3 separate regions of the Mus musculus genome follow, and all the other regions are linked to region 2. The links are chromatin contacts, called in public Hi-C maps. All regions are on one chromosome and are shown on one strand. Each heading gives the region's core, a stretch centred on a gene start, on an enhancer-like site or on the middle of the called end of the contact. The rest is flanking DNA. Distances are from core to core; before and after follow the strand shown. Region 1 has its middle 5.2 kb from the start of Gm30796. Region 2 overlaps Sulf2 (sulfatase 2). Region 3 has its middle 16 kb from the start of Gm30796.

Region 1 (3,456 bases), core at 929-3,428, 290 kb before region 2:
GACCAGTGTCTCTAGGAGCCCAGACTGAGTCACCCAAGCAATAAGTCGCTGTCTTTGTCTTGGGGACATGGGAGTCCCCAGTCCCGGCGTGCATAGACTCACGCCATCCTGTCCACAGCACAAGGCCATCTCTGCTAAGATTCGGCGTTATTCTGAACTTGGCCTCATGTTCTTAACACTCGAGTGACTTTGGATCAGGCATAGTGAGCACCCAGTACTCACAGATATAAATGGAAAACTGCTGCAGAGCTGACCGCAGGGAAAACAGTTATTAAATGCCACGGGTCTCTGACTCTTGGGATGACTGACATCTGTGCTTGTGAGCTGGCGGGAGAGAGGAGTCAAAAGTTAGGGGGCTCTGAGTTCTCCTTCTAGAAAGTTCGGCAGCATGGAAGGAGAAAGGCCCTCCTCAAGTGAAGGTGGGCAAGGGTGTGGGCATAAAGACATAGGGGCCCTAGAGAGGGAGCCTGCAGGGTCCCCAAAAGCCAGTGAGGTGACAGAGACAGGCCCAATCCAACCCTGCTTTGCAGGTGTTGCTGGACTGACAGGGGGCGGGTGTGAGGAAAGGGGAGAGTTGGGGTCGGGGAGGGTGGGGGAGAGGAAACAGTAGCTTCTAGGGCTCTGCTGGGCAGCTGGGCCTATGGTACAAGTGGAGGTTGGAAAATTCGAGAAGGAGGGCTAGAGAGAGAAAGGGGGAGGACTGGGGTGGGGTTGGGGTGCTAGGCTAGGGGCGGCAGGTTTCTGGGTTCTATGTGGGTAAACTTAGAGGCTCACCTTCTGGGCTATGCCTCACTGCCGAGGAATCAAGGAAAAAAATAGGCACGTGTGATTTCTGTGTGGAGTTGCAGTCCCCAAGGTCACAGCCGACCCGCTTCCTTCAGTCAGAGGGCCACAGCAGGTTCCTCCCAGAAGCCCCTGTGGCAGAGCCATCGACAGGTGGAGAGGGAGAATTAGCCACGTGGCCTTTTCTCATCCTGTTCCCGTGCTCATTAAGGAAGTTCAGCGCCACCTTCTCGACACCTGCTTAATTGATTATGGGTTCAGAAGCCAAATTTAAACCCAGGCTTCTCATGACTAAAAACAGCAACAGCATTTGGCTTGATTTTTATAATATGCAAGAGTCAGGGTGTCTTTCCCTACATGGAGGAAGGGGGCACAATGTGAACAGGTCCTCTGATGTTTTGAGAAGAGCCAGAAGCAAAAATCTATTGATTACAAAACAAAACAGAAGAGTTGGTAGCTAACCAAGAAGAAAACAAAACAAAACAAAAAATACTAGTTTGTGCTGTCTGCCTGCCTGCCTGTCAGTGTTCTGCCTGGCTAAGCTCGTGGCACCTTCAGGACCCAAGGAGCTGGGCTCAGAAACTATGACAGACACCCAGCTTGACCCTGTTTTCAGAGTGACCAAGCTTGCGTTTACCACTCCCACGTTTGATAGAGGTGTGGGTGCAGCCCACACTTCGGCTCCCTCTGAGTGCCACAAGAAGCATCCTTGTCACCCAGGTGCTGTGAGAAAGGTCCCTTCCCCCAACCTCATGGCTGACACCCTGAGGCAGGAGGGACACGCACTAGGCACCTGCACCCATATAGGGAGATGAGTCTGCTGCTTCCCAGAGGCTGAGGCTGTGTCTGCTCAGAATTGGTGGCTGAGGCATGATGAGGGGGTGTTGTCAGGAGCTCCAGAACTTGGTATGAGTAGCTGGCCTGGGAGCTAATCGGTCACCCACACCCCAGCACTGTGGTGACAGATGTATGTCACCTTGCCTGGGTGCTGGAGGATTGGACTCAGGCCCTCATGCTTCTGAGGTGAAAACTTTACCAACTTTAACCAGGCCCAAGGCAGGCCAGTTTTAAAAGACTAGCCAAATAATTGCATAGCAGGTTCCTGGAGCTGGCCCAGGAGATCGCCCAGAGCTTCAGCGTGAGTGTGAAGTGCCTGGAAAATGTTGTCCCAGCAGGATGCATGGGCTGGGCCTGGAACTTAAATGTCATCAGTCAGGGGCTGGATGAGCCACTGAAGTCACAGAGAAAGGTGTCAGGATGACCTCAGCCTCGGCCCTTTGCTGTGGGGAGGTTTAGTCATGGAAAGAAACTAGATCTGCTTTTTCTGCACCCTCACCACCCCCAGGCTGACGCTGGGGAAAGCACATTTTGGTTGGCTGGCTAGCCAGCCTCCTCTTAAATATTTAACCCAGGCAGGGCAGTTCCTGCCTCCCACCTCCCTACCTCCCTCCCTCCCACCCTAGCTGTCCTTCAGCATCAGAGCTGGGGCCGGGAGGAGGGGCCCAGGACACATGTTTCTGAGTTAGAGATGCTGAAATCCTGGTAGTTACAGCAGTTTTAATAAATGGGGTTAATGCTCCAGGGTGAGGCTCTCCGTGTGCTGGTCACGCACAGCTGCCTGCATCAGTCCAGAGGTTTGTTTAAATGTACAGTTTAGAAGTGGATTAAGCAAGCTCTCTGAAGCCCAGTGTGCTGGGCAGGCGAGCACAGGGGACTGGTCAGAGCACAGACCCAGAGCCAGGGACAAGGATGCACAAGGCTGATTGACTCCAAGGATAGCGGGATGGAAAAGGAAGAGGCTTAAGTGAGATTTTTCAGTGAGCCCACAGCTGTTGGCTTCTTGGGGCGCTCACTGCAGCGGCTGGGGTTGCCTCCGCTTCTTCAGAGTCTGGGTCAGGCCTGGCAGATCAGGTCAGAGCTCGCTCTGTCCTTGGCCACTAAGGTGGATCCTCACTTCTCTTCCCTAGTCCTCCTTCCTCTGTCCTGCTGCATCCTGGATCCCACTTCAGCCATATTTAATGAGCCTTGGTAGCTTCAGTGCTACACCCCAGAGTGGACAAATGACAATAGGATTATTTCTTAGGTTTCTAGGTCTGAGAAGATTGAGGTCAAGGTTCTGGAAGAGCTGGCGTTCGCTGAGGGCCACTTTCCATCAAGGCATGGTCTCGTGACTTAACTACTCCCAAAGGCCGTGCTTCTCAACTGGGTTTTGTGGGGAATGGAGTGCTGACATACATCTGGACGCCTTTAGGCAAATGAATCCAGCTCAGCATTGCTTGGGACACTGGGGAGCTCATGGGCGAGCAAATGAGGTCATGGGATGCTTACCCGACTCTGTGAGACGGCTTAACCTACAACACACACTAAGCAAAAGATGCACTGCTTGACAGTGGCTCGTGCCATCTGCCCTGAGGTGGATGTGACACATTTGCACAGGTGACGTAGTAAGGACAGGCACCTGGGGACAGGGAGTGGGGCTGGCAGGAAGAGGTGCCTCCCAGAGGCAGGAGCAATGGCGGCGGCGGCGGCAGCAGCAGCAGCAACAGCAGCAGCAGCTTTGAGGAGAGCCTGAGACTTGGAAGGGAAAAGCTTGGTAACACACTGTAACAGGTACGAGCCTGACTCTCTGGTGAACCATCTAGGTTCTCGTGTCTCAAGACAAAGGACTACACT
Region 2 (2,987 bases), core at 455-2,954:
GGCCCTCTCTGGCTCCATGTGCACCAAGCATCCATGCAGTGCACGTCTATACATATAGATCACAGATGCACATAAAATTAATCTTTTTTTAAGTCCCCAAATCTCCTTAAGCCCTTAGTCTCTAGCCTTTCAATGCTTTTAAGATTTACATAAGTGAGTCACCCAGGCCCTCGCTCTAACATTACTTGTGACTGTGAGCTGGGACGCTTCCCTGATGCTCAGTTTCCCTTCTCTACAGCAGTGTTACGATGTGGATAAGTTGCCCAGTGCCCATAATATGCATCACCCCAAGGACGGTGTGACCAGGTCCCACAAATTCATGCAGTGAAAGTCCTTGGGAGGGAGAGGAAGCGTGGGGGCTGGGAGACCGTTCTGTCTGCAGAGCCATCAATAAACGAGGAGTTTCTTCCCCGGGACCCACAGAAAAGGCCAGGCATGGCAGCTACTGCCTCTCACGAGCCCTGGAGAGACAGAGACAAGAGAGTCCTTGGGAATCACTAGCCGGCCAGCCTAGCCAGTTGGGGGGCTTCCGGTTCAGTAAGAGATGGCTTGAACACTAAGGTAGAGAGGCAAGCAAGATGCCTCAGCAGGTAAAGGTGCTTGCCGCCAAGCCTGATGAGATGGGCTGCAGAACCCACCCAGTAGAAAGAGAGAACCAACTCCTGCAAGTTGTCCTCTGGTCTCCACACATATGCTGCACCCACGCACCCCCACAAACACACACACATACACACACACAGATAAATAAATATATATTTTTAAAAAGTTACCAACTGTTGGAGAGGGGGGCTGGATGATTGAGGAAGATACTGGATATTCCTCCACACTCCCATGTACAAGTATCCTTACATACATGTACATACATGAATACATATGTATGCATGCACACGCCACACACAAATAAGGAAAAGTGGAGTAAGCATAGGTGTGTGTCCTCAGTCCCCTGAGGATGAGGTATGGGGGTGGGGAGGTCCAGGTGTCCGTCTGATCCCTGACTGTCCCTCAGCCTCGCTCAGCCACACACAGGTTCCCGAGAACTGCAGAGACCCAGAGCCACAACCCAGGAGCTTAAAGCAGGAGGTGCTTCTCCTCTGACATCCCAAATCGGCTGTCCCCAGGGGACTTCTGTTCCAGCCTCCTCAGCTCTCCATATCCCAGGCTCCCCAGGCTCTGCCTCTCTCTCCTCGTGGCTCTCAGATCCAGGCATCTGTGTCCAGATTTCCCCGTTGACAGCACTGGCCTGCAGTTCCCCCTGACCCGATCGATGTAAGCTTCTTTTAACTTCTTTTAACTTGATCACAGAAGCTAGGGCTCAGATAAGGTCACACACTGTGCAGGTACCAGGATCAGAGTGGGTATCTGGAGAGTCACGATATGGCTCATGTGTTCAACCCCCCACCTGTCACTGTCCTCCCTTCCAGAGCCACCCTCAGGCCTGACTTCAGTAGACATGGGACAGAAGAAAGGCTTCAGTGCCCAAAACCTCATGTTTTGTTTGATGTTTGAAACAAGGTCTTCTTAGGTAACCAGGCGGCCCTTGAACTTGCAATGCCCCTGCTAGTACCTCCCCAGTGCTGGGACCACAGCTCCATGCCTGCCTACTGGGTTTTAACTCTGCAAACAGGAGGCTAACTCACACCAACTCATGGGAGGGAGGGCCTCTTAGGCTTCAGACCACTTAATTGCAAGCCTTTTTCTCAAGGAAGCACAGCGCCCCCTATGGGCCAAATCCATGAACACAGTGATACAGGATGCTGGCTGTATCCTGAATGAAGCAAGGGACTTTGGTGGACGCTCTGCAGTCCACATGCCTTCTACACTACCCTCCAAGTCATTCGTGTGTGGGGGGATTATTTTATGCTTATTGTTCTGAGTATTGAATCTGAGTCTATTTTCTATATAAATAAGGAAGGGGTTTTTTTTGTTGTTGTTGTGGGTGGTGGTTGGTTGGTTTTAGGTTTTTGGCAGTTATAAATGTGCTCAGTTTCCTAGCATTAGATCTGACAGGAAAGCTGTTATAATTGAATGTGAAACTTTTCCAAGAGATTCCTTATTTCTGAAAATTCTGTCCCTGATGGCAGGGGCAACCAGTATTTGAATTGCAAATACCAAGCGCCCACCAGCCTGCGCTGGGAACCAGCAGCCTCCCAGGGAATCTGTCTCCTTGCTGGCACCTGACTGCCACCTCATGTCTCCTTGACGGATGTGCCAGAGACGTTTCCGGTTGAAGCCTCCCTTTGTTATAAATCTCCCAGCTTTTATTTTTCTTGAAGATTGCTGTTCTAATGTTCTTTCAACTTTGGGAGATGACTGGCATAGGAAATTATTTTTCGACTGTGAATTCCTTTTGGGAGGAAATACGGCAAACTCATTATTATAGGAAAGGGCCATTGGTGAGATACCTCTGAGAGCAGCTCCGAGGGGTCTGATATGTCACGCTCCCTGAGGTAATGGGAATTTCCTATAGTTGATGGATCCTCCAGTCCTGCTGTAAAGGCTGCTGTGGATTGTCTGCCCCTCTGCCCCACCCTTCTGCACGTCTGCAGTTGAGAGGGCAGAGGGCTGGGAAGATGGCTTAGTGGGGAAGCCAACAAGGACCAGGCCCGATCCCCAGCATCCTGGTAAAAGGCGGGGTACGAATGCCCATCTGTAACCCAGTCTCCAAAGAAGATGAAATCCCTGGAACAAGCTGGTAGAACTGGTGAAGTCGGGGTTCATGTGGGAGACCCTACCTCAGCATATAAGGTGGAGAATAATCCAAAAAGATATCTGACATTAGCCTATGCTAATGCTCACACACACACACACACACACACACACACACACACACCAAAGGGATGCACACACACACACAGCCCACACCACACACACTCACCACACACACACACACACACACACACACAGGAATGCACACACATACACATATACTCCATACCACACACACACACACCACCACACACAGACACTACACTACACACACACACTAC
Region 3 (3,307 bases), core at 768-3,267, 310 kb before region 2:
CCCCGTATGTGCTTCCTTATGTTTTCTTCTCACATGAAGAATTGGGCAGCAGGAGTTTGGGGCAGCCGGTCACATTGTAACCACAATCAGGCAAGCTGAGAGTGCTGGATGTTAGCATTTGGTCATTTATTCTGTTTGCTTTCTCCTTTTTATTGAATCTGAAAGCCCAGCCTATGGGATGGAGCCGCCCACAGGTGGCATGGGTCTTCCCACCTCAGTTAACCCAACCTAGAAAACCCCTCGTAGACACACACGCCTAGAGCTTTGACTCCTAGTGGAGTTCAGAGTCTGTTGACAATGAAAATAGCCATCTCAACAGACCGTGGAACAAACGTGGGCATTGATATCATATCAACAGACACTAGAGATGACATTTGGGGCCTGAATGCCAAACCCTGACCCTCTCACAAACAACCTTCAGGGGTGGCTCCTGAATAGTGTCTCACTCAGCAGCTGATGTTGAGTTCAACATGAAGTGTTTAAGGCAGGCCTGGCTCTAAAGGCTACAGGAAGCCCTGGGCCATGAAAGACTGTTCTCTGACATGAATATCTAGGAAATGTAGTTACACTTTAGAAGAGATAGCAAAATGTACTACTTTAGAATATTTCAGAGTCATTAAGAGAGTAAGGCAGCAGACACCATGTAACCTTTTAGAAAGGATTCCTACCTTTTTTTAAAAAAATGTACTTACTGCTGGGGAATGAACCTAGGACAAGCATTCTACGAATGCGCCTGGGATGGCAAATCTTCCACCACCCAGAATGCATTATCTAGGATGGTCAGGCAGGATGCGTGGCTGCAGGGTTTAGTGACCTCCCCTTTGCAGGGGATAGCCTCGGTTAAGGTCACCCTCATCTTTAGAAAGGCCAGTGCCACCATGTACCTGACTCCACATCCCAGCTAGACGATCCTGAGAAAGTCACCGAACAGAATGCTAATTTCAGATTGTAGAGACGTAAATGGTATTTAAAGTACAAAGAGCTTAGACTGGCACACAGTCAACCCTAAACGGTGACTCTTCGAGCATGTGTCTTAGTTAGGGCTTCACTGATGTGAAAAGACACCATGACCAAGGCAACTCTTATAAAGGCAAACATTTCATTGGGGCTGGCTCTCACTGTCAGATGTTCAGTCTATTATCATCATGGCAGGCAGCATAGCAGCGTGCAGGTGCTCATGGTGCTGAAGGAGTGGAGAGTTCTACATCTTTATCTGAAAGCAACCAGGAGGAGGTGCTCTTTTGTAGGTAGCCAGGAGGAGGTTCTCTTCTATACTGGGTGGAGCCTGAGCATAGGTGGCCTCGAGGCCCACCTATGAAGTGACACACTTGCTCCAACAGGCCATACCTCTTCCAATAAGGCCACACCTCCTAATGGGCAAACATTCAAACCACCAAGCATGTCTGTTATGTGCGTGCATGAAGTGTATGCACATGTATGCACACACATCTGTGCACATTGTGTGGAGGCCCAAGGACATCAGGAGCTCACTCTATCCTCAATCACTCCCGATCCCCTTCTTTGAGGTCCGATGGATGCTTAGTTTTAATTGCCCACTTTATACAAACTAGAGTCAACTGGGAGATGTCTCCGTGAAGGATTGTCTAGGTTATGATGGCTTGTGGCGTGTGTGTGTGTGTGTGTGTGTGAGATTGTCTTGATTTCATTAGTCCACTCAATACCTTCTTGTCAGGTGTCAACGTCATTAAGGTTCATTTGGGCTTAGAGGTTGAAGGGCTACAGCCCAGCATGTGGGAAAGGACAAGCAGATGCAGGAGGATGAGGAGCCTGGCTGGTCCTGCTGCCTGTGGGGTCAGCAAACAGATGACACTCCCCCCCCCCCCCAATGATGTGCTTTCTCACAAGCGTTGTCTCGGAATCTTCTTAGTGCTCCTTAGACACTTCAGTGCTGGGAGCTGCCTCCGGGAGCCAGGCATTGACTGGTTTCCACAGTTTCCAGGGGTGAGCGTGTGACTCAGACTTGTTCCTCTCAGGCCCCACGAGGCTGGGGATATGACCGGCTCAGGATGAGGAAGCTGCTCTTTGCAAAGGGACCTGGGGTGGTTGCCGTGGTTCCAGAGCACAGGCCCCGTGGTGAAGCCAATCTAAGCAGCTGTTCTGGGACAGACAAGAGGCCATAGCATCTGAACAAGGAAGCTTTGGTCTTCAAAACTGGGTGTGCCCAGTTCTTTTGATTTGGTGTCTTTGAAGTTGGATGTCTAAACTTATGAACAACTGTGACCTGGGCCTGATGTCCATGGTCCCTGCAGGCCCATAATTCCCCTGGGATGACACTTGTCTGCCAGGACCTCCCCAGCCTCTGATGTCTGTTTTCCTTTAGTTCATTTGTCCTGCAGTATTAAAGCTCACACGATGCTCTGTGCCCATCCAGCCCACCCAGGAGTCCCCATGATGGTGGCTCATTGCTTGGTTGGTTTGATTATTTAAAAAAAAACAAAAACAAAATCAGATTCCCTAATTGAACCCCTTAAGTGTGTTTCCTTTGAATGCATTTTGGCCACAGTTATTAAATCACAACTGTATCACCCCTTAAATTATCTTGAAAACAAATCAATAATTTATTTAACCAGAGTCAAGAAAAGAAGCAGAGAAAGGAAAAGAAAAAAAAAATCCCCCAAAGAAATCTCTCTAATGAGTTTTACTTGGAAGGAAGCCGTGGACGAACACTGGGAAGGAATTTCGCTCTAAAGCAGGGCACACAACTAGCTGGGAGAATGAAAGTGACCTACTTCAATATTGTTCATTATTGCTCTCTCTGACAACTAACTCACCTTTGTTAAATGTCAGCTGTTTTCTGAGCACGCGACAGGGCCAAACAATCTCATGACATTCCCGATAGTGAGTGACAGCACTTGGACCCCACGTGGGAATTTGTTTTATTCTGTGAACTGAACATCTGAGATCATTACAAAACCCAGTAGCTCATTCGTGTCTCCAACCTGGACCCCCGGGGGGCAAAATCGGATCTAATTCAAATATCACTCTTTAAGTGCCCTGTGCTTTAATTGAGTTTCTAGGGGTCATAGCTCATTGGTACTGAGTAGGACAGTTCCCCATGGAGTGACAGACGTGGCCTTACATTCTCTAGGACCCGAGGCTCCCGTCAGTGAATCTGCTGGCAATCAGAGCATGTCTAATTTTGAGCAGGAGGAAAATTCCCCAAGAAGGATGGAAATGTCTCCTGGGGGCGGCAAGAGCTGGACAGACACTGAAGCAGAGAGGAGATTGGGGGGGGGTGTTGCTGTGCTCCACCCCACCCTTTCCACACACTGACCTGTGAGTCACT

The links. A called contact is a pair of places that touch in the nucleus more often than the background predicts.
Region 1: a Hi-C map of bone marrow-derived macrophages shows a contact between it and region 2, with 34 read pairs. The contact joins two enhancer-like sites. A contact is called at or near these places in 1 of 15 datasets of contacts at CTCF or cohesin (the NIH/3T3 cell line), 8 of 484 Hi-C or Micro-C datasets (the HL-1 cell line, the N1E-115 cell line, bone marrow-derived macrophages and 3 more) and 7 of 115 datasets of contacts at active chromatin or transcription factors (cardiomyocytes, embryonic basal ganglia, embryonic stem cells and 1 more).
Region 3: a contact with region 2 is called in a Hi-C map of bone marrow-derived macrophages, with 29 read pairs. The contact joins two enhancer-like sites. A contact is called at or near these places in 1 of 15 datasets of contacts at CTCF or cohesin (large pre-B cells), 72 of 484 Hi-C or Micro-C datasets (B cells, the BV-2 cell line, the Ba/F3 cell line and 43 more) and 12 of 115 datasets of contacts at active chromatin or transcription factors (bone marrow-derived dendritic cells, embryonic basal ganglia, embryonic fibroblasts and 5 more).

What each region holds. Positions count from the first base shown.
Region 1 is chr2:166,397,958-166,401,413 of GRCm38.p6, reverse strand. No RefSeq gene overlaps it. Among named protein-coding and RNA genes, the nearest start is that of Gm30796, 5.2 kb to the left of the region's middle. Within about 2 kb of position 2,178, at least 110 of the 459 cell types and tissues checked have an H3K27ac peak or open chromatin away from gene starts, as enhancers often do. A contact at or near this core is called in the N1E-115 cell line and bone marrow-derived macrophages, where this site is marked.
Region 2 is chr2:166,107,243-166,110,229 of GRCm38.p6, reverse strand. All of the region lies in intron 3 of Sulf2 (sulfatase 2), which reads left to right. Among named protein-coding and RNA genes, the nearest start is that of Gm52534, 11 kb to the left of the region's middle. Within about 2 kb of position 1,704, at least 11 of the 459 cell types and tissues checked have an H3K27ac peak or open chromatin away from gene starts, as enhancers often do. A contact at or near this core is called in the N1E-115 cell line and bone marrow-derived macrophages, where this site is marked.
Region 3 is chr2:166,419,216-166,422,522 of GRCm38.p6, reverse strand. No RefSeq gene overlaps it. Among named protein-coding and RNA genes, the nearest start is that of Gm30796, 16 kb to the right of the region's middle. Within about 2 kb of position 2,017, at least 32 of the 459 cell types and tissues checked have an H3K27ac peak or open chromatin away from gene starts, as enhancers often do. A contact at or near this core is called in bone marrow-derived macrophages, where this site is marked.